Regions from separate parts of the Sus scrofa genome. Here region 2 is linked to region 1. The links are chromatin contacts, called in public HiChIP or PLAC-seq maps. All regions are on one chromosome and are shown on one strand. Each heading gives the region's core, a stretch centred on a gene start, on an enhancer-like site or on the middle of the called end of the contact. The rest is flanking DNA. Distances are from core to core; before and after follow the strand shown. Region 1 holds the start of APOLD1 (apolipoprotein L domain-containing protein 1). Region 2 holds the start of BORCS5 (a long non-coding RNA gene).

Region 1 (7,098 bases), core at 1,711-4,210:
AGGATAAATATGCTTGCATCATTTCAATAGTCACAAACAGTCATTTACAAGCCTAAATTCAGCTCCTGGTCTCCCTATCCAGAACTTCCCACCTTTACTTAAAAGGATTATTGAAAACACAAGGGCAGGGAGAAGAGGGGTGGAATTCCTCTATGAAAGAAAGAGACTTACTCAAAGAAAGCAATGCCATCTTCCCCTGTGCTCCATCTCAGAAAGGCAAACTCAACTTTATCTCCTAAAAAGAAATTCAGTAGTCTCCCATTCAGAAACTTGCCATTCCTATTATTTTCTAATACTGTGGTTAAATAAAATTAAATGCAAATAATAAACAGAATTATTAAATAACCAACTTAAAATAAATTAAAAAGAAAAAAAATGGTCAGGAATTTTCTTGAGAGGATAATATAAAGGTCAATTTCCATTCACATTCCTTTCTGTACCAGTTTCTACAATGAGTGGGCAACACTGCCCTCTAAAGGGCTGATTATGTTACATCCCTCAGTTCACCCAGTGGGAAATTGCCCCAGGGTGCATTGACATAGCTGCCAGCATGAACATTCTTTCTTTTACTTCCAGGACCCAGTCTGTCCTTGACCTTCTGTGAATGACTCTGAAGACCACCGACCCCCTAGAGAGGCTACAGACTTCTTGAAAGCTCATCAGGGGATCAGAAGCTAACATCTGTGGCAGCAGTCTGCAAACCTTTGCAGCTGTCACATCACCTCGAGGCATTAAACACAAGTTTCGGCCTCACCTCCAGAATTTCTGACTCATTAAGTCTAGAGTTGAGTCCAATAATTTGCCTTTCTAACAAGCTCCCAAGTGATGCTACTGTTGCCCAGCCAGGGGCCATACTTTGTGACCCAGACACTGTGCTTGGCACTTTATCTCAACACCTGCCAATAGGGTGAGGTTTTAGCATCTGTTTGATGGACCAGAAAGCCAAGTCTCAGAGAGAATAAACGCAGGCCTAATTCACAAACCAAAGCCCCTTTCTCTATACTATGAGATCAGTCAATGAAGCTGTTAGTCGCTTCCTATTCCTTGGCCTCTGCTTCTTCCTGCAAAGGGGTGGGACTTAGATGACCGTTTTGTTGGTTTTCTCCTCTTAGAGTAGAAGGTTGTCTGATATGAAGCCATCTGGGAAGGTCCCCTCTATCCCCAGGCTGGATCGTGAGTGGGCACACTAAGAGGGAAGAGGGTGCAAGTCAGCAGGAGGGGCCTCTCTTGGTCCTGAACCCTCCACAGTTCAGAGGGGGTCTGATTTGCTCTGGATTCTGGCAGAGAGGTATTAAAGCTTCTCTCTCCTCTTACAGGCATTTTGAGGACCTCAAAGCCTAATGGGGCTCAGAGGAGACCCAGTGGGTGGCCAGGTCTCCACCCTCTCCAGTCTGGGTTCAAACCACAGGAACACGGGTAGAGGCAAGGATGCTGCAAATACCTAAAATCGGAAGTGACCTGCAGTGCGAAGACCCAACAGTTTTGATAAAAGAAAAGTACTCTTCAGGTCACATATCCCTCCAGGATCAGGCAAGTAAAAAGTCCCAAGCACTCAGTCCCAGGCAGGATGTCACACTAGTGGGAAAGGAAGGACTGGGAGGACACATTGCTACCAACTCCCCCCACCCCCACCCCACCTCCCCCTCAAGAACAGTTTTTCTCATGCACTGCATTCAGCTCCTAAACCAACTTGGTGTTTTCCTGAGGGAGCTGCAAATCTGGAGCATCCCATGGGGATGGTTTCTGGCCTCGGCCATTAAGGGGAAAAGACGTTCTCAGAGAAACAGTCCTGCGGGCTGGTCAGCAGAGATCTTGAGGTCGTGGCCACGGCTGCTCTTCGTGCAGAGCTGGGCTCTGGACTCCAGCTGCTCGCTGAGCTCATCCAGAGCCCCGGTGCAGGACTCCAGGCTCTCGGCCAGTTTCTGAATCTTGGCCTTCAGCACGGCCTGGCTAACCTTGGTGGCCCCTTCGGCCCTCCTGGGGATGAGGAAGCCTCGGGAGCCGAAGAAGATGATGAAGTAGACAGAGTTGTACAGCGCGATGGAGGCGTTCCTCCCGCACTGCAGCAGCTGGCGATCCCGGCGGTCCTGCCCGCGGCAAAAGAAGTCCAGGCAGCTCAAAAGCTCGCGCATCTGGTCCTGACAGGTGGCCACGATCTCCTGCACCCGCCGCAGCTCCCGGGAGTTGCAGAAAATCAGGGACAGATCGGACGTGATGGTGACTACCCCTCCGGCGGTGGCCACTCCCAGTCCCACGGCCGACGCCAGCAACGAGACCCCCAGGGTCACCGGGCTGAGCGAGAGCCCCACGATGGCGGCCACCGCGCCGGCCGCGCTCAGTGCGCTGCCAGTCACGTTGGCCGCCAGGGAGCGCCGGCGGAGGCGCTCGAGACGCCGGGCCACTTCGCGCAGGCTCAGCAGCTGGCCATGCAGCCGGCCGCGGCGGTCCAGCAGCAGCCCTGGAATCGGCGCAGCGCATCCGCACCCTGCAGCTCTCGGGCCACTGGCCCCTCCATGCCCTGCGGGGACACGACACGTGATTAGCCCGAAGTCAAGCACAGCAGCTACGCAAAGAGAAATGGGTCATTTTCCAGGGAGTCATGTTCCAAGTTCTCAAAGACCCGTTCTGTCTTCTAGGACAAGTCCCCTAAATCCTCAGGAACTTAAATCCGCGTAGATCAATAGGAATGTTGCTACTGTCCACTTTTCTCCCAGGGAACGCCGAGGATGGACTTAATATATTATCTGTTAAATAAGGGAGCGGTGATAGTACAAGTCTACTGCAATACTGAGGCCTCTTCTCTGAAAGGTGACACTTGAAAGCAGTAGGTTGCACTGTTAAAAAGTTCTTTCCTGGAGTTCCCGTCGTGGCCCAGTGGTTAACGAATCCGACTAGGAACCATGAAGGTGCAGGTTCGGTCCCTGCCTTGCTCAGTGGGTTAACGATCAGGCGTTGCTGTGAGCTGTGGTGTAGGTTGCAGGCGTGGATCCTGCGTTGCTGTGGCTTGGGGTAGGCCTGTGGCTGCAACTCTGATTCGACCCCTAGCCTGGGAACCTCCATATGCCGCAGGAGCGGCCCAAAGAAATAGCAAAAAAAGACAAAAAAAAAAAAAAATTCTTTCCTTACATGAAGACTTGGATCCTAAAAGTTTTGCAATGCAATTTTTTTTCCCTCTCAGAGGAGTGAAAAAGACAAGTCACCAAAAAAACTCAAAAAATCATATTGTCCGGAGTTCCCTTTGTGGCACAGCAGAAACGAATCCAACTAGGAAAAATGAGGTTGTGCAATCAATCTCTGGCCTCGGCCAGTGGGTTAAGGATCTGGCATTGCTGTGAGCTGTGGTGTAGTTGGCAGACGCAGGTGGGATCTGGTGTTGCCATGGCTGTGGCATAGGCTGTGGGTTACAGCTCCGATTAGAGCACTGGCCTGGGAACCCTCCATGTGCCGCTGGGTGAAGCCCTAAAAAGCCAAAAAAAAAAAAAAAATCATATTGTCTATCAAATGTAGGAAACTAATCTTTCTAAGTTAGATGCTTGCCTGAAGCAACTCTTCTGCTTGTTATTTTTCCCGGCTCTTATCTTAGAATCCTGCTCTTATCTTAGAATCAAGCCTAGGATGTGTTTTGCACTGTGTCTTCTAAGTAGAGCTCATCAGGTCTTCAGAAATCTCACCCTATGATGAGTCTTAATTAAAACTAAATGACATTAAATTAATTCTGCTATGTCCCTTTATTGTGAAAGCTTCCCTCAAAAATGAGTAACAGTTCAAAATCTTAAAAAGTGGCCAAATTATTTGTTTAACACCTCACTGAGGACTATCCATACCAAGTTAAATTGAAGCCAACTGAAGATGACTAACAGAGAGCACTGTACATCCTGGGTAAAAGTACATCCTTCCTAGTTGCCAAAAATTCCCCCCTTCATATCCACTCTACTCATTATCAGAAACTTCTTTAAAGTAGCAAAGAAGCCATAGAAATAGAACACTTCACTACTGTGAGACATCAGGGCAGAAATCATTATTCTCATCTGGAGGATGAGGAAATTGAAACACAGACATGTTGTAGATGCAGCTGATTCTTCACAGAGCCCAGTCTAGAATCTAGATCTCCTGACTCCTAGATCTTAACTTTATATGCATGCCTCCATAATTCCACCTGCCACTGACAAATTTCCTGATAAAGACACCTCTTAGCAAAATGAAACAAATTACTTAAAAAATATACCTAGACCAAGGATATAGCCCCAATATTACAAGTCCTATGGCTATTTTTCAGACAGTCTCCCTCTGGCCTCCCCCACTTACCATTCACTTCTGGCTGTCTCCAGGAAAGAAAAATCTGAGGCTGTTTCTGGATGAGCATGCTTTATAGTTCCAGAGAACCAATGACTGCCCTGGGAAAACCTTGTCTCATTTTGAGAATTTGCCATTTCCTGTCCTGGCCCCTGCTGCCTTCATCCAGAAGGATGTGACATGGTGGAAAATGACCACCAGCCTCGCAGCACATCCCGTATTTAGGAAATGAACATTGTGTGTTCGCTTTCCCCCAAACGCAGGAAAAGAACCACAGGCTCTTCCCCAACTTGAAACAAGTGTTGTCATTGTCCCAGGGGGCATACCCTGCCTTTCCTCTCCTGAGAATAGCTAATGACGTTATCTGGGAGGACATCAAATGCACCCCAGGCTGACCAATTACAGGTTTTCTTGAGAGGCCACCATGACAAAGTCACTTTTGAAAAAGAAAAAGGAGGGAGGGGACCCTCTTATGTCTGATAGAGCCATTCATAATCCACTCGTGTATGTTAAAAAGCACCGTGAATCTGTGTGCGTTTAAAACACTCCCAGCGCAGAGGGAGAATGCAAGGCCACGCCCACAGGAAGTGCTGCGTGCAGTTCGGGGCATCTCCAGCTGGGCAGAAGGCATTGGAGGTCTCAGAAAGGGCGCACTTCAGGCCAAATGCGTCAGAAAAATCAGTGGGGTCAGGCTACACAAGGAGGTAATTATACACTTTTCAACAGCAGCGGGGATTCAGCTTCCTGGGTTTTCCTCTGAAGCAGCAATTGTAACCCAGGCAACAGTTATATGCATGCGTTCTACCCCACGTTAGTGAAGCATGGGCTGCAGAACAATTTTCTGGATAATTCAGGAGAAGAAAATGAGGATAGCATCCACGAATGTTTCCTGGGACATGCAGAGAGGTGGCGGCGGGTCAGCCTGGAAACTTCCTACCACGGAGGTCCAGATAGATTATCCATCTTCTCACACTCTCACCTTCCAGTAAGGAAGGCCAAAGTGGATGTTCACTTAAGTAGTTATTTTCTCAACTCAGGTTCATCTGGAAAGGCTTGGCAGCTCGATCTTTCGAGAACACAGTTAAATCCCCCACTCTATAGCTAGGCATTCTATTGATCCACACAAAGCCCTTTGCCGCTCATCACTATCATGGTCCTTGTGAACTTGATCTTCTTTCTGAATTTGATCCATGCCAAATATTTTGTTTACAGCTCCTCAAAGGATAAACATAACCCTTAGTCAGATGCCTTCAGTGTCTACCTGCGCTTTGGAGGTAAGAAGTAGGAAAATGTCTTTCTCTGACCCGTAGACATAATCACTCCAAATGGGATATAAGGTAGAGTGAATTGGGGTAGGGGGCAAGGAGTGAGACGATGTACCCCGGTTCTCCAGTTCCCATTTGCTCCTGCCACTTCCATGGACATTTACTTGTGTGTTTTCGGTTTAGATGAACACAAATCTTTATTTTGCTGGGACATGAGAGGGTCATCATCTCCAGAGCATCAGTAATCACAGCACAGAACTGGATGAAGAGGAGAAGGTGCAGGAGAATGGACAGCATGTATACTGACCTCAGCCCACATCCTGGAATTTGTTTTTGTCTCTTGTAAAACCCATTTTCTTCAGATTTGTGGGTGGGTTTTGGCCCAAACCGCAGCATATGAAGTTCCCGGGCCAGGGATCAAACTCGAGCCACAGTTGTGGCCTGTGCCACAGCTGCAGCAACGCCAGATCTTTAATTCTCTGTGCCACATGGGAACTTCCAGGTTTATGGGTTTTAGAAGCAAAAAGAATTCAGTCTTTTGACAATTTGGGCTTGTTGAAGTTTTACTGTCCGTAAAAACCTGGTACTTCACATCATTTATAAGAACAGACACTTGGCCATCAATAGATGAATGGATAAAGAGATGTGTGTGTGTGTGTGGTGTGTGTGTGTGTATCTATATACATGTATGTGTAGTATGTATATACAACATATATACAATATGTGTGTGTACTATATATGTGTATATATATACTATTTATGTGTGTATATACTATATAAACATACACACAGGAATATTAGCCATAAAAAGAATGAAATATTGCCATTTGTTACAACATGGATGAACCTAGAAGGTATTTTCCTAAGTGAAATAAGCCAGAGGAAGACAAATATTAAATGACATCACTTAACATGTAGAACCTAAAAAATAATACAAATGAACTCATTTACAAAACGGAAATAGACATAGGAAACAAACTTATGGTTACCAAAGGGGAAAAGAGAGAAGGGATAAATTGGGAGTATAGGATTAACATAGATACCACTATATATAAAATAAACAGGAGTTCCCGTCATGATGCAGTGGAAACGAATCTGAAAAAGAACCATGAGGTTGTGGGTTCAATCAATGGCCTCGCTAAGTGGGTTAAGGATCCAGCATTGCTGTGAGCTGTGGTGTAGGCTGGCAGCTACAGCTCAGATGGGACCCCTAGCCTGGGAACCTCCACATACCGCAGGTGTGACCCTAAAAATAAAGAAATAAACAACAAGGATTTATTATATAGCGCAGGGATCTTGTAATAACCTATAGTGGAAAAGAATCAGAAAATATGAGTGTGGATGTGTGTATAACCGATCACTTTGCTGTACACCTGAAACTAACACAATATTGTAAATCAACTATAATTTTCTTAAAAAGGAGAGTTAAAAGAAAAAAAAGGGACACTTGGATGTAATGTTTTTGACTCATATATTTACTTTTAAATTTTTATTTTTGTTATTGAAGTATCGTTGGTTAGCATTTATTTACTTTTATATA
Region 2 (6,535 bases), core at 1,123-3,622, 400 kb after region 1:
TGCAGGCTGAGGCAAAATTCAGAATTTGGAGGACTGCTAGAGATGCAGGTAAATTTCAGGTCTCCAAGGAGAACGTAATCCATTTAGAGGGAGTGATGCAAACGATCAAGGGCTCCCTAGACCAAGAAATCCTCTTCTCCCAAATATCTTCCTGGTTGGGGCAAGAATAATCTTTATTGTTTTATACTCTAAAAGGTAGTATTTACAGGCTCACCATCATCATGTCTCAAAAGTTTATCCAGAGGAGTTTCTGTTGTGGCTCAGCAATAATGAACTCAACTGGTATCTATTAGGATGTAGGTTGGATCTCTAGCCTCGCTCAGTGGGTTAAGTATTCTGCGTTCCTGTAGCTGTGGTGCAGGCCAGCAGCTGCAGCTCTGATTCAGCCCCTAGCCTGGGAACTTCCATATGCCGAACATGCAGCCATAGAACTGCCCTGCCTCCTGGAGCCGAAAGTCTGTGTCTTGGCATTCACTGCATCTCAGCTACTTTCACTGCTCTTCAAGAAATCTCTCTTACCCTCTTTTGCTAATTCACCTAATGTTTTACAAATCCCAGGCCAGAAATCTTTCCTGCTACAAAGTAATTGCTCCTTCCCTAGACCCCATACAAAAACAGATTTTGCTAGATTCTAGTTAGCCTCTACTACTCATCTGAAAATGGGGCTACTGCAAGGATTAAAGAGGAACACATGTGAAGCACTAAGCACAGGGGAACAGGCAAGTTGCAACCTATGCTATTGGGTAATACCAATTAGTGCAATCTAGTACTATTTAGAGCTCAGGCTGTTGGTTAGTAGGTGAGCAATCCTATTAAAAAGATGCCACACTTCTTCCCAAAGAATGTTTCTGGCCTGACACAGAGGCAAGAAAGTAAGAGGTAACATCTATTTCTGTGTTTGTTATAACAGATACTACATTCTGGGTCTTCCAAAAAAAAAAAAAAATAGCAAAGCTAGTACATGCTGCACACCATAAAAAACTGTCTAATCTAGCTCCCGGAATGGTCTGAACTAGAAGGGCAGCTTTCAGTGTGGAATCCCCTGATCTGTTAGCGTCTATATTTCTGAAGTACAGATCCTACCAAGAACAGAGCAGTTCTATGACCAGAGCTCTTTTTAGGCTCCAGATATAAGCCAATTTGGATTAACAACTCTTATCCAGGGCAACTCCAGTGGTCCCAGGGTTTGGCAGGTAACAAAGAGGAGCAAATGATTCTCAGTTAGCAAAGCATCACCTGTTTTATTTACTGACTGCTCATTGTATTACAGGAACAGTAAGCTCCCGTTCCTATATCAAACTCGGAGAGAAATCTAAAAAATATGGATGAGTGAAGAATAAGAAAAACATCAGAACCTGCCTTCCCAAACAACTTCTATATTAAAAAAGGAGCCGAGAAATCTTCCGATTGGTTGCAGTTCCTGGGCACCAAAACCAAGGCACCAAAACCAAGGCTGCAAAACACCTGTCACACATCCCTCTGAAAAGGAATCTCTGGGACCCACTTCTAAGAAGGAATCTGTTCTTTGAGGTCTTGTCTGTGAACCATACACTGTGCGACCAAACCTCACTGTCAGGCATCAATACTAAAGCCAGATATTATTTAGGTCCTCTTTCAAAGCGTAGGCTACACTGAGAGAAACACAGCTGTTTTGAAAATTAATGGGCACGGGCGGCCACCTGGCTCAGCTTGCAATCACAGGCACTCACTACCATTGGGAGAATCAAAGCCAGGCCAGATGGTTACTTTTTTTTTTTTTTTTTTTTTTTTTTTTTTTTTTAAGGAAAAAAACACGGTGAGAGCTTTCTGTGCGTTCCTGTCACCCGTCCCAGTCCCCACCAGGCTGGGAGGTAGCCCGCTCCGCAAGCAGGCAGGACTGGCTGGAGGAGAGGGGAAGTTAGGACACCGACCTGAGGAGTTCAGATCGTTGGGTCGGCTCTCGGCCTCGGAGCTCTGCTCACTGCCCATGGTTGCCGGCAGCGGTGGCAGCGGAGGAACGGTGGAACGGGCGGTGACCGCTCCGGCGGCGGGGCGACAGGGCAGGGGCCAGGGACCTAGATGAGAAAGCTACACGGGCTGCGGTGTGGGGATGGCGCGCCCAACCCAACGAGTGGCGCGGGCGGCAGGGGACAGGAGGCCCTACTTGGGGAACTGACTGCAAGGATACGTGGCTGGGCTACACGCCCCTCGCCGCCTTCTTTGGGGAAACCCAAGACCAAAAGGCAGGGGAACGCCCGGCACCAGCCGCGCCCGCGGCCGGCGGGCGGCGCCGCTTTCACTCACTCGCTTGCTCAGACGCCGCAGCTCGCTCCTTCCGGGACGCCAATTGGCCGCGCCGGCTGCGGCGGCCGTCAGTTCCGGGTTAGAGGGCCCCCGCCCCGGCCCGAGGGAGGGCGGGGAGACTCGCGCGGAAGACTCCCGCGGCGCAGCCTTAAAGGGCCCAACCTCCTCAAAGACAGAACCGCCCCGCAGGGTGCAGCGTTTCCTGTTGTAATATTGCACATCACCTTTAAGCATTATTCACACACTAGGCACTTTACTCCTATTTTTAGAACTTTACATAATAGGTTTGGGGGGAGTTTGTTTTTGTGTGTGTATTTTGGGCATTTATTGTTTTCCGTTTTAACTGAGATATAAGTGACATATAGCATTATATTAGTTTCAGGTGTACAATGTAATGGCTCCGTATTCGTATGTGTTGTGAAATCTTAAATCTTGTTTTACAAATGGCAAAATAGAGGTGTTAGACTTAGGGTTGGAACCCATAGCTGTCTGAATGCAAAGTTCCTGTTTCAGTTCCAAAAGGTGGAAGTTTGGCAGTAGACAACCGTGCAAAAAAAAAAAAAAATACTTGATGGTAAAGGACGGAGTTGAAAATGAGAGCAAAATGAATAGAAAATGCTGACTCGTTTGTTAGATGTTTATGCATCTTCAAAGGAAAGTGGATGCCCCAAGTCTCGTCACTTTCTGGGGAGCTTGACAATTATCACAGGGCATTCTGAAACTAGCAAAGGCGGAAAAGAAGTATGGGTAACGCAAAACAGAAACTGCCAACTTTCTCGCATCGTGTACGAAGACTTAACAATGTATTCCCATCAAGGAGTTGAGCGGTTCTGGGATTCTCAGAACTTTGCAACTCATATTGTTTGTTTTACGAAATTTCAAGCGAATACCCTGAGATTATATATACATAAACGTCTTATGCATATCATCAGAAAGAGTGTCAAATTGATGAAATGATTAAATCCCTTCTATTCTGCAGTATCACAAACATTTCACCTGCTTTAACTCATTTAATTTTCCCAATAACCCTGATGACCATAAGCAGGTAATTTCCTCATGGTCACTAGGTAGTATGTGGTGAAACTAGGATTTGGGATTCTCTGGTTATAAATCTCATGCTCTTTCCTCTGCTCCCCATCACAGTACTGTCCTCCCTGGGTATCCTCTGGGGGATTGGTTCCAGGACCCCCTGCCTCTGGAGGATACCAAAATCCATGGATATTCAAGTTCCTTACAGCTGGCCCCTCTAAATCTGCAAGGAAGAAATCTTGGGTATGGAGGGCCCACTGTACCATGAGAAAAATTCAAGTGAACATAAATTCAGTATTTGGTGAGAATGTGAAGATAGAACTAAAAACTGCCTGAGAGATCAAAAGAGTTTCCTAAGAGGTGATGTTTGACTATAGTCTTGAAGTTTACATAAACCACCAGACTTATGGAACTGGGAAAGGCCCGCTAAGTAATGTGTCCATTCCCTCTTGCAAAGCCCTTGGTTCTTCTCTCAGATATTTGGGGAGGATGAGCGAGAAGGCAAAGAAGGGAAAGTAAGTCATAGTCTGACTCTTGTTCCCTCTCCCACACCAATATTTAATTGTGTTCTATACCCTAATCCATACTGATGTGATGGTGATTTTTATGCTTCCCTTTGGATAAATGTTTCATTCTAGAAGGGATCCATCAATTGATGAATGGATAAATATATCATCCCAGGAGTTCCTGCTGTGGCCGAACAGCATCAGTGGTGTCTCAAGAGCACTGGCATGCAGGTTCAATCCCCAGTTCAGCACAGCGGGTTAAAGATCTGGCATTGCCACAGCTGCAGCGTAGTTCACAGCTGTGCCTCGGATCTGATGCCTGGTTCAGGACTCTTTATGCTGTGGGGTGGCCAAAAGGAGAAAAAAAAAAATATATGTGTATCCCATTCTCTACTGGCCAGCAAGGTATCTGCAAAGAAATCCACTGATAACCTATGTATAAGAAAATTGTTTTCTCTTGAAGCTTGTAAAATTCACTCTTTGTTTTGATTTTAGGCAACTTATTGGGCTTGGAAAATAATGTTTTGGTTTTGAAATTTTCGGATGACCTATAAGCTTCATGAACTTGTATGTTCAAATCTCTCCCCAGGTTTGGGAAGTTCTCAGTTATAATTTCTTTAAGTCAGCTTTCTACCCCATCTTCTGCTTTTCTCCTTCTGAGAATCCAACATGGCAGGGCAGGAGGTGGGGGTGGGAGGTGCTGGTTGTTGGTGTGCTCTCTGTGGCTTCACAGTCTCTGCCAGGCAGGTGCACTGTGATGGAGGCCAGTGGCAGGCATCAAGTTTACAGCTGGAGGGGTAGCCCAGATTGAGCACAGGGTAGTGGAGGTCAACCACAGGGGTCCAGACTGGCATCTTGCATTCATGCAACCACAGAGTCCTGGGCTGGCTGCTATTGTGATTCTAGGCTCCAGGGGAGACTGGGGGCAGGGGAGGAAGCAGGGAGGGATGTAGGCAGCTGTCAGCAGTAAGTGTAAATACCTGTGGGGTGAAAGCTGATGATGGGGGGCATGTCTCAGGTGGCAGTACTAGTCACTGGTTTCTTAAGTGGTGATAGCTGCTGGGTTTGTCTGCAGAGCAGGTCACTGGGAACTGTGATCTCTTCTGCTCCATAACTGCTGTTCCTGTTTTTTTCCATGTTTCTAGCATCTCTATACCTCTTAGCTTCGCAGGTCTGCGTCAGGCGAAATTAATTTTGGAGAAACAGCAGTGAGTGATGGCTTGGAATGGGATCTTAATTTTCTGCTCAGGAATTGAACCTGGGCAGCCTGGGTGAAAAACAGCCACTAGACTAACTAGAGGCTAAACGCAGAATTGGGGGAGTTTCCGTCATGGCACAGCGGAAACGAATCTGACTAGGAACCATGAGGTTGCGGGTTCGATCCCTTGCCTTGCTCAGTGGGTTAAGGATCTGGCATTGTGGTGAGCTGTGGTGTAGATCAAGGATGCAGCTCAGAACCCACGTTGTTGTAACTCTGGCGTAGGCCGGCGGCAACAGCTCTGATTAAGCCCCTAGCCTGGGAACCTCCATATGCTGCGGGTGCAGCCCCCAAAAGACAAAAAATAAATAAAAGCAGAATTGCCCCGCTTCCTGTCCCTTGTTGAAAGCAAGACTGTTTCAAAGAGGCAAAGCCCGTGAAAACAGGTACAGAGTTTATTGCTAGAAACACAGTACAACACGTGGGAGAGCACACAGAGAAGTAGTCTTACATGTCTAAGGCAGAACCAAAGCACTAGCACACACCCAGAAGAGGAGCTCGGGTTCGAGCATCCTCCTCAGTGAAGGGTGCACCAGATGAGTGGTTTAAACCACTTACATAGGACAGATCTCCTGGTCTTTGTTTTCCTTTGGTCAGTTTTCTTCTTTTGTTTCTCACACCTGACAGAACCCAGGGCCCTCCCCAATGTGCCAAGATGGCACAAGACAGATTCCAGAGCAAAGGGTCATGGGACAGTATCAGGACTTATTATGGCCTGGTACCACTTCCCTGTGTGATCCCTAGGAGTCTTTGTGCGCATGCGTAATTGGGGAGGTCTCCTTGACCCCAGGAGTGATTGATGTGGTTATCTTATCTTTTTACTCCAGCAGAGCTCAGCTCCTGCCATTAACTTTCTCCCTGAGGTGTGTCAGAGAGAAGAAAGGCTCCATTTACGCAGCCTAACAAGTCCCAGCTGTTCTCAGCGCAGGGGCCCATCTACCTCCTACCTCAAAATCAAACTTGCACGTTCATGTGGTGCCCTGAAAGGCTGGGGAAGCTGGTTCTTCACCCCACTCCTTTTTTCTAGCAAAACAATTTCCAGCTGGCAAGTCCCTCTTGGTACTGAGCAGTGCAGTCAGGGATAAAAGATCCAGCAAGACTCAGTCTCCCTGCCCTGTCACTGCCCTCCAATAATTCCCCATGGCTTCAGGATAGTTTAAAATTTAGCAGCTGAGCACTTTCTTGCTCTGACCTAGCCTCTCTCTCTATTCCTTTCTCTTCAGGCAAACTTCATCCCAGTCAGGGTGAAATCTCCTGGGTGGTCATGCTGTTGTCTCTGTTTTCTCTGGAGAGCTTTTTTCTCTCCATCCAGTTAACTGAGTTTCATTCTTTTCATTTTTTTCTTTTTTGTCTTTTCTAGGGCCGCACCCACAGCATAGGGAGGTTCCAGGCTAGGGGTCCAATTGGAGCTGTAGCCACCGGCCTACACCAGAGCCACAGCAACGCAGGATCCGAGCTG

The links. HiChIP or PLAC-seq counts read pairs in DNA pulled down with a chosen protein or histone mark.
Region 2: an H3K27ac HiChIP or PLAC-seq map of alveolar macrophages shows a contact between it and region 1. The contact joins the promoter of BORCS5 here to the promoter of APOLD1 in region 1. A contact is called at or near these places in 1 of 5 promoter capture datasets (fetal liver) and 2 of 2 datasets of contacts at active chromatin or transcription factors (alveolar macrophages and skeletal muscle).

The regions. Positions count from the first base shown.
Region 1 is chr5:59,669,061-59,676,158 of Sscrofa11.1, forward strand. APOLD1 (apolipoprotein L domain-containing protein 1) reads right to left here and starts at 2,961. Exons shown (of 2, transcript XM_021092329.1): 1 at 2,458-2,961; 2 at 1-2,455. The coding sequence starts at 2,515. The coding sequence ends at 1,776.
Region 2 is chr5:60,070,604-60,077,138 of Sscrofa11.1, forward strand. BORCS5 (a long non-coding RNA gene) reads right to left here and starts at 2,373. Exons shown (of 4, transcript XR_002344101.1): 1 at 1,911-2,373.